Regions from separate parts of the Bombyx mori genome. Here region 2 is linked to region 1. A link is a contact called in public Hi-C data. All regions are on one chromosome and are shown on one strand. Each heading gives the region's core, a stretch centred on a gene start, on an enhancer-like site or on the middle of the called end of the contact. The rest is flanking DNA. Distances are from core to core; before and after follow the strand shown. Region 1 holds the start of LOC101742923 (metastasis-associated protein MTA3). Region 2 overlaps LOC101742923 (metastasis-associated protein MTA3).

Region 1 (2,960 bases), core at 218-2,717:
TGACAATTTAACTTGATTTAATAGCAAAGTAAAATTTTATTGGCTTTAGAACATATTTTATAATTGTTGTATAGGTAATTAGAATGAAATTGTTAATTTTATGTTTTGGAGGGAAAAAAATATTTCATTTTAAGATTTACTATATTGACCTAAGGTTAGTGTAAAACTACGGGTCAAGATTTAATTTTAAAATTAAAAACTTTAATAATCCCTAATTTATAGTTGATCACAGAGTAATATTTATTTACCCATTTAATGAAATTATTAAATAAAATACATTCCATCTCGGTTCTAACAAAATTATTTTACTAAGAATTAGCTAATTTTGAAACAAAGACATAACCTTAACAGAAGCATTACATTACATGATAGGAAGTGATACAAAAGGAAGGGCTAATTAACATTCGACGCGACGGACGCCGAGTGCGGTACATGAGGCGCTCGTGTTGTTCTCGCGACTCGCGGCATCAATATCCTACAGCAACCGACATCCTCGACTACCACCGTCCATACACAAACAAACCAATAATTTATAATGACTAGCGACGCCACACTTTTACTGTTTACTTTCTTATCATCCCTAAACTCTTCCAAGATATACCAAATAACCCAAAAACAACCAGCTCTCGTATCAAAATGTTTTGACAACATCGAATATAACCTAAAATCTCACGTCAAAATCATCAAACTATTCTAAAAAACTATCATCTCAGTTAGGTAACTAAAGACGCTTCATGCCTAACCGCCCGCACGCAGATACACGAGCCGATACAATGATACCTAGACGTAAATGCTAATGTCCTATTTGATTTGACGAATTTTGGTAAAATATAACTTTTCCGCAAACTTTATCAAACGGTTATAAACACGATAACCTCCACGGATACATAAAAACCGGCATTTTTTGGGTGTTTAATATGTTTGGATTAATTAATATAAGCAATTAATGAAAGTACGACAATCAAAGCAAAGCACCGCTAGTCGGCTGGCGGTGAACCGGCGAAGCTACAACAAAAATAACCAATTATTGCTACTCACCGCCGACTCTGTACATATTCGCAGCCATTTTTATACACAATCACTATTCATTAACACTTAATTAATCTACATCTGACACAATTAATAACTATAACACTATGTAATTGAGCTTTTAACAATGTTTTTCATCACGTTAACTCCGGACGCCTTTCGCTGATCGCCATTTTCTTTCACACTACTAATTTGGCCAGTGCGCAGTCGCACTTTTTGGCGTAAACTTCCTGCTTTTGAAACAAAGCAATGACATGTCATTAATTTTGTGTCCACAAATAAAATCCAAATGATTATTATTTTGAATTATAAAAAGTATTGTTTGAAAATAATATCGTCCATTGAAAATTTATTTTACGATGTCCTAAAATAAAAAAAATAATTCATTCAACCACGTTTCGTTCTTTTAACGGGAACAGTGTTGACAAGATTTTAATTATATTAAATATTTACTGTAATTTTTTTTTCAACAAGAAGTAAGAAAGTTTCTTTAATTAAATAAATTTTAACATAATATTTATTTGTATATTGAAGACTGAATATAATAAATTGTGTTTTATATCTAAAATTAATTTTAATTCGAATTTGGAATGTGGAAAGGAACGTCAGAGAACCATAAAGAAAACCAAAAATTTTTATTTTTTTTCTCCCTTAAAAGTATTTTTATTTAAAAATGTTATTTATATATTTAAAGATTTATTAATTTGTGGTTCGTTTGATAGTAAAATTTTAAATTATTTTTATATGTTGTGATGGATGGCGTGTAAAAATGTGACGTGGCCAGTATGACAGCTGATTTGTCTATGGTGTTGACAACTGCCAAATCAGCCAGCCTCTCCAGTCTGCTTGGTTTCTAAAAAATTGAGAAATTTATGGGATTTTTGAATGAAGACATATTGTGATTTAAGAAATTTGCTCATGTGTTTATAACTGGTTCGCCGCATGACTTTTTGGTACGTACATTTGGTTAATAGTGCTTCTAAAGTTACCAGAGTCTGTGTGCATTTATGATGTTTTTGTAATGTATCTTTTTCGTATAGATCGGCGATATGGCCACATACGAGGAGTTCATCCAGCAGAATGAAGACCGCGATGGCATACGGTTCACTTGGAACGTATGGCCATCAAGTAGAATTGAGGCTACGAGGCTTGTTGTGCCTTTGGCTTGCTTGTACCAACCGCTTAAGGAGCGCCCCGACCTACCACCGATACAGTACGAGCCTGTACTCTGTACACGAAATACATGCAGAGCTATATTGAACCCAATGTGCCAGGTGGATTACAGAGCTAAATTATGGGTCTGCAACTTTTGCTTCCAACGAAACCCAGTGAGTACTTGAAGAAATTCGCCACTAACTCAATTAGTCTAATGTTTTTTTCTTTTAAAGTACTTATAGAGTAATCAATATATTTTAATTTCAGTTTCCACCTCAATATGCTGCTATATCAGAACAGCATCAACCTGCAGAACTGATTCCTAACTTTTCCACCATAGAGTACACAATAACGCGAGCACAGGCTATGCCCCCAATCTACCTGCTTGTTGTTGATACTTGTTTAGATGAGGAAGAACTTGGGGCACTCAAAGATTCCTTGCAGACTTCACTTAGTTTAATGCCTCAAAATGCACTCGTTGGACTAATAACATTTGGTAAAATGGTACAGATTCATGAATTAGGTAAGCAATATGCTTAAGATGTTATTTTCTTTGTTTATATCTCTATCTAAAATATAATATGTAGTCACAGAAAAAATTAGAACAAAAGCTTCCTGCAGACTGAGAGAAGTATCAAATTAACATGATTAACCATTAAATAAATATTATTAAATAAAGTTTCTTTCCTCCAATGAACACTACGCTAACTCCAAATTTGTAGCTTTACAGGAGGAGCATTTAAATGAAAAAAGTTGATAAAATCTTTATAATTGCA
Region 2 (3,350 bases), core at 595-3,094, 43 kb before region 1:
TTAAATTATAATTCTTTAATGATCTTTTTTTTTTGTGGCGAGGCTTGGGGGAGGCCATGTCCAGCAGTGTGGACGTCTGTGGGCTGATAAAAAAAAAAGCTCTTTTTTAGAAAGAACCAATTTGTGTTTTGCACTTCTCTGGATATCGAAGTTCTTCAACGACCACCTGAATGATGAACTGTAATAATTATTGTTGGAAATGGACGCAATTTTTCTAGACAAACTTTAAAACAATAAATCGAACGATTATCTGGATCCAATGTTTTGAGAACAAATAAAACATAGTGATTTACATTCGAAATCAACGGCTGGAACGGTTTATTTTTAACTTTAGGTAGCGCATACAAACATAACCACCTGTTAACAAATAAGATACGGCTAATGAATAAATGACCTGTATGTTCTGTGTTGTAGTTTTGCTCTAAAAATTTTAATTATTGAACAATTCTGCAGCCTTTCCTCAGTCGCCCTATTTGACATATTTTAATAGTACGAAATAGTTGAGCCAGATAAGTGAAAGGCGTCTGTAACATAACATAGCAAACATAAACTATTACAGATATGAGGCATACAACACGCCGAGTGCAAGTGGACCGCAATGCTCATTGCACAATAGTATACCAAGTAGATATTACACAAATTGTGACGTCACGTGTTATACGTAAACAATTAATTTGTTTTAATTTGCTTACTGAGAGTTTTTTAATAATAATGTATCAAAAACAAAACGTTTGCTCGGCGTCAGTACGTTTCTATATTAACTATTTTGAACCTTAAGAGAAACGACAAAGAAATCATATTCATTTGAGTCGAAATCGTTTTCATTGTTTGCCAACGTTGTCGTGTTTCATTTACAAAATTTACACACATTACGTACAACTGTTTTAGTTCTACGAGTGTAGTGATTAATTAATCACGTTTCAATTGTGTCAGAATATTGATATTTGTGTTAGTCGAGTCGAAGCTGTCGTATGCAAGGTGTTAATCGTGACCGGAGGGGTCGGCGGCGGTCCTGTGCGGCGCCGCGTGATGTGGCTCTCTCGGCCGGCCGGTCGTGGGGCGGGAGGGCGCGCGCGGAAGGAATGCGTCGTTTTCGCATCGGGAGAAACGAATGCGTTTAAGCGTCGCGGGTATACAATGGCGGCGTGACGAGATCCGGTTCGCGGGCGACGTGGGGGCAGGGGACGGGGCCTCTAATCGATAGCCGGCGAGCGACGGTCGGGCAACGGCGGCGCATAGGTGACAGTTCAAACCCAATCAAATTACCGGGCCACTGAGGAGTGGTGCAGCGTCACGCACAAATTCGAAACAAGCCAACGTCGCTTGCGCCGACCCCGCTCTGCACGAGCCGCCTAAACTACACGTACAAGCACAGAATCACACTTTGCCCTCACCCACCATTGCATTGACGGACTGTAGTTACTTATCACGTCACTCGATACGCGAAATCCACCTCTATCCCACCTCCCTCTATGCATTTTGATAGTTACCATCTAATACAGGCCTAAAGGTGCCTTCAGTTTTGTATTTTTATTACTAATTTCAGCAGTGCTAAATCATAATTAGTGTAGTCAATATTTGATAAAATATCAAAATCGATGTACGTACGTTTTGAAAAACTGTGTAAAGCAATTACAGAAGTAATTAGTAGGTACTCATTTCGGTACTAACTATAAACAGTAGTATCTGAACATAAGCTGATTTTACGATTCAAAAATGAAAGTTGGTCGACGCCATATTCAAAACATATTCTATTGTAAAGTCAGAGCACAGATACGTTACAGTGATGCAGAAAAAAATATTTGCAAGTCCGATTGGTATCCTCCCACTCAATAAAGTAAATATCGGTAACTATTCTGCATAGCATACGTCAGCGGATGTAGAGTGAACGAGACATCTACGTGTTCCAAGACTGTGGAATGGTGTACGCGCATCTAATTATAGGTTATTCCACCCGCGTACCACACAACAGATTCACGTTGTACCATTAACGACCTGTGCACGAACGTCTGTCTACCCTCTACCTATACTAAACGCTCCCGATACCGCATACGCCGCCGATAAATGCAGAGAAATGTGATGTAACCCGTCCAGGCTATGTGGACTTCACTCGGCCCCTCTGACCATGTGAACGCGGCTCCAGAATAAATGGCCGTTTAAACGTTTACAATAAAACGGAATCTTGACATTGAGAAAGGGAATCAAACCAAAACACAACGTAAAAATATAACGACACCGTAAAGTTTCCACAAATCGATCGTCCGCGTTTCGAAGTTATTGAAGCTTGTTTAGACGGAAGACTGAAATAAATGTCGCTTTTATAGGTGGATAATGAAATGGCCGACGTAATTAAATCGATGACATCATACGTTGAGTGCGTGGCATTATGAGATATAAAAGCACAATTCAATCGACGGAGATCGCAAACGGGACTCTGTGACGAGTGCTATGTGTATGTAGTCTTCACGTAAAATGTGCGAATATTTCAGGTTCAATTAAATACTAATAATAGTAATTAAAGCATTTTCAAAACATTTCAATTTGTTTAAGAGAATACGCGATGTTGTCGACCGAATAACTAATAGCTATATTCACCTTGAAAAAACTGATAAGCGAGACTCGTCCTAGGGAGGTAATTTTTGTAGTTACCTCATTGCTTCGAGTCGATATAGTAATATCAAATACACAAAATACACTTATTTGTAATCTTGATTTGCGTTTTCTTTAATTCCAGACCAAAATCACTGGATACCTCAAGATTTAGATTAATTTTATATATTATATTGTCACCTTTGTTTCGATATTGAAGTTTACCAAAAAAAAAGATAAACAACATTGTTAATCGATACTTACATAACAACAAATATAAACAGTTGACAAACACAGTGGTAATGGTACTTAGCTAATTTGTCTTTGCCTAGATAACTAGTCGAATGATAAATGTAATTTTCTCTCATTATTACTATTACTCGTCTATAGGAAAGGTATTACATACATACGAATAATATGTTTCTTCGTTTCTTACCTAACGCTGGGTCGAGAACTGCTTGTGCCGCCTGTTCCTCGCCAACCGGCGTTTTAAGGCATATTTTCTTGAGTTTCATCGCGACCGGTGAGTCTTCTGACTGGGCCACTGAAACAAAAACAAATTACTAATGCGACACTAAAATAGGTTCTTTGTTCTAATATAATGAAAGACGAATACAAAAAAATATGTGTGGTGTCGTGGGACACCGGATAGGAACGAAGTTCCTTATTATAAAAATATTAATTTTAAGTTCTATTTGAGGTATAAAGAAAATAATTATTCGGGTATACATTTTTTATTATGATTTTTTTATTGATAAAAA

Evidence for each region. Hi-C and Micro-C count contacts between places; a contact is called where the count stands out from the background.
Region 2: a contact with region 1 is called in a Hi-C map of whole pupa, with 2.5 times the contacts expected there. The contact joins the enhancer-like site here to the promoter of LOC101742923 in region 1. A contact is called at or near these places in 4 of 7 Hi-C or Micro-C datasets (an unstated tissue and whole pupa).

What each region holds. Positions count from the first base shown.
Region 1 is chr25:3,800,367-3,803,326 of ASM3026992v2, reverse strand. LOC101742923 (metastasis-associated protein MTA3) reads right to left here and starts at 1,467. Exons shown (of 17, transcript XM_004923302.4): 1 at 1,039-1,467. The coding sequence starts at 1,066. All of the region lies in intron 4 of LOC692863 (calcium-binding protein p22), which reads right to left. It overlaps LOC101743064 (protein transport protein Sec23A), which reads left to right and starts at 1,715. Exons shown (of 14, transcript XM_004923303.5): 1 at 1,715-1,982; 2 at 2,070-2,357; 3 at 2,452-2,707. The coding sequence starts at 2,079.
Region 2 is chr25:3,843,690-3,847,039 of ASM3026992v2, reverse strand. LOC101742923 (metastasis-associated protein MTA3) reads right to left here. Exons shown (of 17, transcript XM_004923302.4): 3 at 3,026-3,133. Among protein-coding and RNA genes, the nearest start is that of LOC101742770, 40 kb to the left of the region's middle. Within about 2 kb of position 1,844, at least 8 of the 8 cell types and tissues checked have open chromatin away from gene starts, as enhancers often do.